2 separate regions of the Zea mays genome follow, and region 2 is linked to region 1. The links are chromatin contacts, called in public Hi-C maps. All regions are on one chromosome and are shown on one strand. Each heading gives the region's core, a stretch centred on a gene start, on an enhancer-like site or on the middle of the called end of the contact. The rest is flanking DNA. Distances are from core to core; before and after follow the strand shown. Region 1 holds the start of LOC103650176 (Acyltransferase-like protein chloroplastic). Region 2 has its middle 3.9 kb from the start of LOC118476668.

Region 1 (3,778 bases), core at 463-2,962:
AAACCATTGGGAAGCCCATTAGGCGGCCCATGATACGTTTTAGTGTTTGTGAGAACCCAGTGGATATCTATCCCCCACAAAATTCTCACCGAAATCGCGACGTGAGAGTTCCAAGCCACAACGTGAAGCGGCTCAGCTGCAAGCCCGACATCTGGCGAGCAATCCGTGACTAACCTACGCACTACTCAGCACAAGTTTGACACTACCCGAAGAGAGGGATGAGGCGACGCTAAGGAAGAAGGTGTCACCGAGGGCGGAGGTGGGGATCACGCTGGACCCAACGAGAGGCAGATTGCTGGTCCCGAAATCACCCAGACAAGTAATTGAGTAGCCTCCGGTCAGTCGCGCGCGTGGCAACCCACACCAAAATAATCCCTGGCCGAAGGTGGATCTTCACGACCACCCGTCGAAGCCAGGGCGGTGAAGACCGGGGCTAATCGTAGAGGCAGTGGTGGCAACCTAACTCGGTTCTCCCAAAATCACTACTTCTCCCCCGATGATGGAGATGGACTTGGTGCATTTGCGTGAGGAAGAACCGGAGGGGAGGTCACATTATTTATAGGCACATGAACATGGCATCCCCCAGCCAGGCGAATCCAGCTGGCCGCGCGTGATCCTCGGGATATCCCAACGACCTCGACACGGTTGTTGCGGGAAGACGACACCTGACATAGCGAGCCCACCGTAAGTCTCATGTGATCAGCTAATGCGGATGCATCACTAGCTATAGGCTGGGCCCCGCTTGGTGGTGAGCTATGTGGCTCACGCCGTGGGGCCACATGTCGGCGCAGGGGTTTAGTGCGGCCGGGCGCGGGCTGCGTGATGAGGGGTCACTGGGCCGACGGGCAGAATTCGGCCCAGACGGTGTTTACCTCTTCTCTTTTTTTCCTTTTGTTGTCTTATTTCTGATTCCTTTTTTAAATTCAAATTACTAATTCGATTCTATTTTGAATTTCAAATTCCAACTTGAATGCTCAAACAAAATACCAGCATGTATGCACATATTTTAAACATATTTATTAATTATTTTATTGTTAGGAAAATGTTTAAATATCCTAAAAGGTGAGGAATCCCCGATTAAGAAACATTTTGAATTATAAATCTTTTGAAAAAAATCTTTAAATCACTTTTATTTAATAGAGAGCATGCTTCACAAGTAGAACATAGACTTAAGAAGTTAAGATACAATCTAGTTTTTTTTTCCTAGAACTAGCTAATACTTTAAACCATATTTTAAGGATTTACAGTATTAGTCTTAAATTATAAAAAAGGTTGGAAACATCGTCAGGTATTCATGACATTAGAAGACTTTGAACCAAAAAATATATTTTAAGTTATGTTGATGCTTAGCTGGACGATGTTATATTAGTGTGTTTAATGTTATGAAAAATGTCGTGAGTTGTAAAATATGAAGTGATTGTGAGCTCTAAGTTGTGAACTATAAAGTGATGATTGTTATGAACTATGTTTGTTTTATACTGTATGCATGTTATCAACTAAATTTTAGCACTTTAGGATCGGAATCACATCTCTATAGATCCCGCTGGCTCATTTTGATGTCATAAATTATATAATAATAATATATATATTACTATTATTAAAAAAATAAGACATGGCTCTGTCTGGAACGCTTGCCAACCTACGTGCCCCACGGCAAACCACAATCATTCACGTGCACCCAGTATAAAACAATTGTGTGTTTTTTAATCAATCGTCCACTGCCTGCTCCCTACGCAGCTACGCTTTACTCCCTTCCCCTGCTTCGTCCTCGTTTCTCCTCGAACCCACCCAGCAGCGCCTTCTTCCTTCTTCCCGCCCAACCTCGGCCATGCCCGTAGCGGCGCTCCGTCCTCCCCCGGTCGCTGTCGGCGCGGGACGCCGCAGCGCCCGACTCCAGGCGCGGTTCGCCCTCCGCGCGAGCTCCCTCGAGGCGTCGGCGGCAGTGACGGTGACAGTGAACGGGTCTGCAGAGGCCGCGGTGGAGAGGAAGGAGAAGGTGCAGGAGGATAAGGACAACGAGGGACTGCCGGTGAAGGAGGAGCAGGAGAGGGGGCTGGAGGTCCTCTACGACGACGGCTTCGGCTCCGTGACCGTCAAGGACTACTTCGCGGCGGCCAAGGTCCTGTGCCGGGACGACGGTGGGCCGCCGCGCTGGTTCTCTCCCGTCGAGTGCGGCCACCCGGCCGTGGACCAAGCGCCGCTGCTGCTCTTCTTGCCAGGTGCGTGCGTTTCTTCAGCTCACCAAAATCAATCATCCCAATGCTTGTCTTTGAAGAGGTGCTGGAGGTGCTGGGCAAACGGAGGAATCATTCTGGTTTGGTTTCCTTTCTGTTTCTGTACATGCCTAGTGATCCACAGCGAATTGACAACACTATATGCAGGAATGGATGGCGTCGGCACGGGACTCATCCTGCACCACAAGTCTTTGGGCAAGTGAGTCCTTTTTCTTCTTCCTCTTCTCCTTTTTCTGTATTAATTAATATTTTTATTGCCGTTTATTGTTAATAAAAGGATTAGACAGTCCCGAGCGAAATTTATTCACAATAAATCCACCTTTTCTTTAAAGAAAACTTTTTTCACTCTTTCTTCCTGCAAACTTCATTGAAAAATTACTGAACGATTAACGGTAGCTTTTCTTTGCTTATGTTTCGACATGAGCTACACAAGCTTCTGCTAGTATTGGTTGGTTGGTTGGGCCATGTCACTGACTCACTCACTGGTAGTGGTAGTAGAGTGTCCAGCTTTATTCCTAGTCAAGCATAAAAGACTGCCTTCTTTCTGATTAGTCCAGCTTCTTTGTCAACAGAGCTATGGAAAGAAAAAAGATGACCACTAACTAACCCACAAGATGTTGATGCATTCTTTTTGGCATCTTTTCTAATAACGCTAAACCCACCCATGTGACACAAGTGCTCTTCCCCTTTTTCGTCCCTTCTTGTTTTGTCTTCACTCTCGTGTCACAGCATCTACTGGGAGTAGGAGCCTCTACATCATCAGCACCACAGATTATATATTGTGATCAATATGAAGCAGCCTTTTACTCGCTCCTTTTTTTTTATTATCGCCGTTTGGTTCGAAAATGAACTAACAGGCAACAAATATTCGAGAACGGATGTAGTATTATAGTTTCATCAACTACTGTTCAAATTATTAATGATATGATTCTCGGCTTCTTAGGTATCCATTTTTTTTTGCCTTTTTGCAGAGTGTTCGAGGTTCGGTGCTTGCATATACCAGTCAATGATCGTACACCATTTGAAGGTACGATGTTACTGCATTTTACTTCATACAGGCCGCACCTATGCTACATATCTTTCCAAATTTTGATTAGTTTGGCATTGCCCGTTATTCTGGATATAAAATACAACTGTTGCGTATTTGTTCAAGAGACTGAGGGAGGATGAGTAGCACAAAAGCCTCCCATTTCTAATACATATGAATTCCAATCCATACAGGACTAGTACAAATCGTTGAAAATTTGATCAAGCACGAGCATGATTTATCCCCGGACAGACCGATATATCTTGTCGGAGATTCATTTGGCGGATCCCTGGCACTGGCAGTGGCAGCTCGTAATCCGCAGATTGATTTGGTTCTCATACTAGTAAACCCAGGCAGGTGATCATTTCTGGTTTCAGATTTGGTCTGAATAATTCCTATACTCACCTTATTGTTGCCAACTGACATGTTTCGCTTTACCAGCTACATCATTTGCAAAGACTCCATTGCAGCCAGTATTGCCTCTACTGGAATCAGTGCCAAGCGAGTTTCATGCTAC
Region 2 (3,778 bases), core at 736-3,235, 190 kb after region 1:
ATGGCCCACTTAAGTTTGGTTTTGATGTTTGATGATCAATATGACCGTTTGGACTAACATTATTACTAGTGTCTTTCGAAACAATTCAAAGGATGCAAAGTGGACATGGACTTAAGAAACAATGTGATCCAACTCATTAACATGTCAAGCAAGACATTAGAAATAGTGATGAAGATCTTGAAGTACATGAAAAGGTAAAAAACAAAATGTGGAATCAAGCTAGATGCAAAGATTATAAAGGAAAAATAATAAGGGTTATAGGAGCATTGGACCAAGGTGTCGGACTAGACTTAGAGGGCATTGAAACATGGGCCTCAACAGACCCTAGCCTTAGCGTCAGCAGATGCATATTGGACCCTAAGTAGCATGGCGTCGAACTATATGCTACCACTATACTTTAGAGCAACCTCATTAAATCACACGACAATAGTTCCACTCTAGACCACAGTGTCTTAATCTGTTGGCTTCCATAATGGTTTTAGAGAGGGAGACTAGGCATATAATTTGTCTGCCTACACATTGAATCATATGCCATACAAGATCTATAAAGGTCGGTAACGACTAGTTCAACAACTAGTCATGGCAGTACCTGGTCCCGTGAGTGCATAGAATATGTGTACCTATTCCAACAACTATGGGGGATGCTATTTATACCGCCCTAGGCAAATAGAGTTTATATGAGTTTGCTAATGGCATAGGAGTGTTGAGTCACTTCACAAGTACTAGCCACCACGACAAATTAAAAGAAGATTAGGTGATTAGCAAAGTGGTTAGGCTAGTTATACCTCTTTATTTGTGCATGATCTATGTTTATACCTGGTGTTTATTGAGGTTTGCATATCTCTTATCTTGAGGTGCTTGTGCACACCATTGTTATACATCAAAGAGGCTTATAGTACTGCAAGACCACACCAAGCGCATTTTGTGATGTGGGTGCCATCATGTACCAAAGAGAATGGCGCTAGTAGTGGTTTGGTCAGAAACTCGGTAGTGGAGACAATAGAGAGCAATCCAAAAGAAGCCATCTTGGAGACCTAGTTGCTTGTAGGGAAGTCTTGAGGGCTATCCATGGAGTGATTATACTAGGAGCTTGGCCCTTGCGAGAGCATCCTTACGAGAGGCTCCAATAAGAACTAGATGAAAACTTGAGCAGTTCTCGATACATCAGTAAAAATATCAATGCCACAAAATGGGAGTTTGCATCTTTGGCACTATTTTTCTTTCACAATTATGTTGTGCTTCTTGGTTGTATGCTTTTATCTTCTTAATTAGCTTAGTTGATAGGATTGACACCTAGCTTGCATAATCCTTTACACATCTAGCAAAAAAATTAGTTACATATTTCAAAATTCTGGAATTCGAAATATTCAGCTCTATTAATTCCTCGTCGATGGCCTCCCACGATGGCGTATCTTGATTGGTTGTTCCAACGACATTCGGTGCTCTGTGTTTGGCTATGCTGTTGCAGCATAATTTGATTTCTTGAGCGGTTCAACTTCTTCTACATGTACTAACCTCGTCTCAGTATGTCGATGTTTTCACCAGGGAGCTGCGGACATCTACCTTCACAAATATAGATTAATTGCTCCCCTCTGTGTTTTGTACTCACCAATAATCATTATTAAGTAAAGCGTTGCGTGATTACCCTGCGCGCATTCAGAGTAATTAAGCTCGTGACCGAGCTGATGAGTTTTAAGATTTGTAATTTGTGTGCTTGTAGTTATGGCCCTATATATGCCGGTGTTGACACGGCAGAGAACCGAGAGCCGCACAACTTGGAATCCTCGGAAGACAGGACAAGCTCGTGATTTGTGTTTTTTTTTCGAGAGAGAAAAAATGCTGATGAAAAGAAAAAAGAGATATACAGGCTTAAAATGGGAAAGAGAACAAAATACACGCGAGCGTATCTCGAGGAGCCAACTCGTGGCGTGGGCCGCCGGCACTCCCTCAGGCCACCGCCGGCACTCCCTCAGGCCACCGACGGCAGGTCGGCAGCATTTTTTCCGTGCAGCGATTTGATGCACCGAATACCAACATGGGCACGATGGTGCACAGACTGCGGCCGGCGACGACGTACTTATTATAATAATAGATATAAACATGTATACAGAGATGATGACATACTCAAATCCAAGGCCATGTCGGCCGGCGAAACTCGGCACGTCGGCAAACGGGATCCACACATGCTTTCCAGTCATACTCTTTGGATAATTCGTGTGCGAACAACGGTTCGTGCGTGACATGTCAATGAAATGAAACAAAAGTGAAAGAAAAACGACAGGTGACACCGAGAAGGTTCTAGACCAAACGAGATTGCGTTGATTCGAACTTACCACTGCACCTTTAATTTCCTTCATCTGCGGACTGATGATGAATACACACGGGGAGTTCGTAGGGTTTTTTTTTTTAATAATAAAAAAATATCCGGCTTTATTTCCATAAATGAGAAATCAGATAAAAACTGTTACAACACACAAATAGTTAAAACAAAAGTTATCTTGAGCAGGTCTCATATTTCATCTTATCTCATCTTCTAGCTCAAAGTTCACTATATAATTATTGTTGTGTCTACGGTGCAAAATAGTATTTTTACATGATCAGCTAGACAATCTGCTGCGGAGACAGCCTCATAGGCCAAAAGCCATTAGCTTTCTTTTCATCGCTAGAGCACTAGCAACCCAAAAACCAGATAATTTATATGTTCACTACTTATGTCACCAACTAAATAAAGAAATGATGTAACATAAAAAGAATAAGTAGATAGTTTTTTACATAAGAAACTATGTCTCCGCATGACAGAGAGAAGACGTATGATTGTAAAGATATTTCATATAAACTACTCTCTCTTTTTTTCAAATTATAATTTATTTGACTTTTTACCCTAAGTTTGACTAGCTCGTCTTATTAAAAAAATATAATTATTGTTAATTTTATCGTGATATTGTTTAACATATATTAATATACTTTAAGTATGACTTTGAATTTTTCTTTATTTCACCAAAACATTGAATAAGAAGAGACGGTCAAACTTGATAAAAAATACAAAAGAATTATAAATTGGGACGGAGTGAATATAAGATAAAACGTAGTTTCTATATGAAGGGTCTATATAAATTGACATTTATAAAATTAACTGTGGTCTTCAGCATTAGACCTATATCTTATATGTAAACTTTCCATGTTTATCCCATATTGAAGCATAATTTTAAGGTCTAGTCTGGACCTGGTCGTTCTCATACTTGCTATGGTGCCACTTTATTGTATATGAATAGGACCGAGGTTCACAAATTGTTTCGATTAGCGTGAGTCCTTATTAATGCAATGTCTAAGAACTATCTTATCTTCGCATAGTTTTTTATATACAGTTACGTGTGCATCTATGCTTGAAGTGAATGATTTATTTATAATATTTATTACAAATTTAAATTTGTCTTGTTGTCTACCTATATTCTAGCAATGAAAAATCTAGATAATGACAGCTTCAAATGGCCCCGACGTCCCAACAGCCACACATCCTAGACACCCCAGGAGACACAAGAAGCTTCCTAAAGGCCATAGGCTGTCTAGACATCCCAAAGGGTCTCAAAGGGCTCTCGGCCTCACGACAACTATAATGGACGAGAGCACTATGAAGACCTTAGGATGTATAGACATATGAACCCCTTAGGATATTTTGAGAGTCGCGAGGCCTTATAGGATGTTCATTCACTATAGTTGTCATAAGGTCTCACGGCTCTCAAAATATTATAGATCTCTAATATTTTCAGAACGAGGCTCC

What was found. Hi-C and Micro-C count contacts between places; a contact is called where the count stands out from the background.
Region 2: a Hi-C map of leaf shows a contact between it and region 1, with 5 times the contacts expected there. The contact joins the enhancer-like site here to the promoter of LOC103650176 in region 1. A contact is called at or near these places in 2 of 25 Hi-C or Micro-C datasets (ear and leaf).

The regions. Positions count from the first base shown.
Region 1 is chr3:68,380,714-68,384,491 of Zm-B73-REFERENCE-NAM-5.0, forward strand. LOC103650176 (Acyltransferase-like protein chloroplastic) reads left to right here and starts at 1,713. Exons shown (of 13, transcript XM_008675815.4): 1 at 1,713-2,219; 2 at 2,382-2,433; 3 at 3,206-3,261; 4 at 3,456-3,614; 5 at 3,703-3,778. The coding sequence starts at 1,829.
Region 2 is chr3:68,574,471-68,578,248 of Zm-B73-REFERENCE-NAM-5.0, forward strand. No RefSeq gene overlaps it. Among protein-coding and RNA genes, the nearest start is that of LOC118476668, 3.9 kb to the right of the region's middle. Within about 2 kb of position 1,986, at least 5 of the 20 cell types and tissues checked have an H3K27ac peak or open chromatin away from gene starts, as enhancers often do. A contact at or near this core is called in leaf, where this site is marked.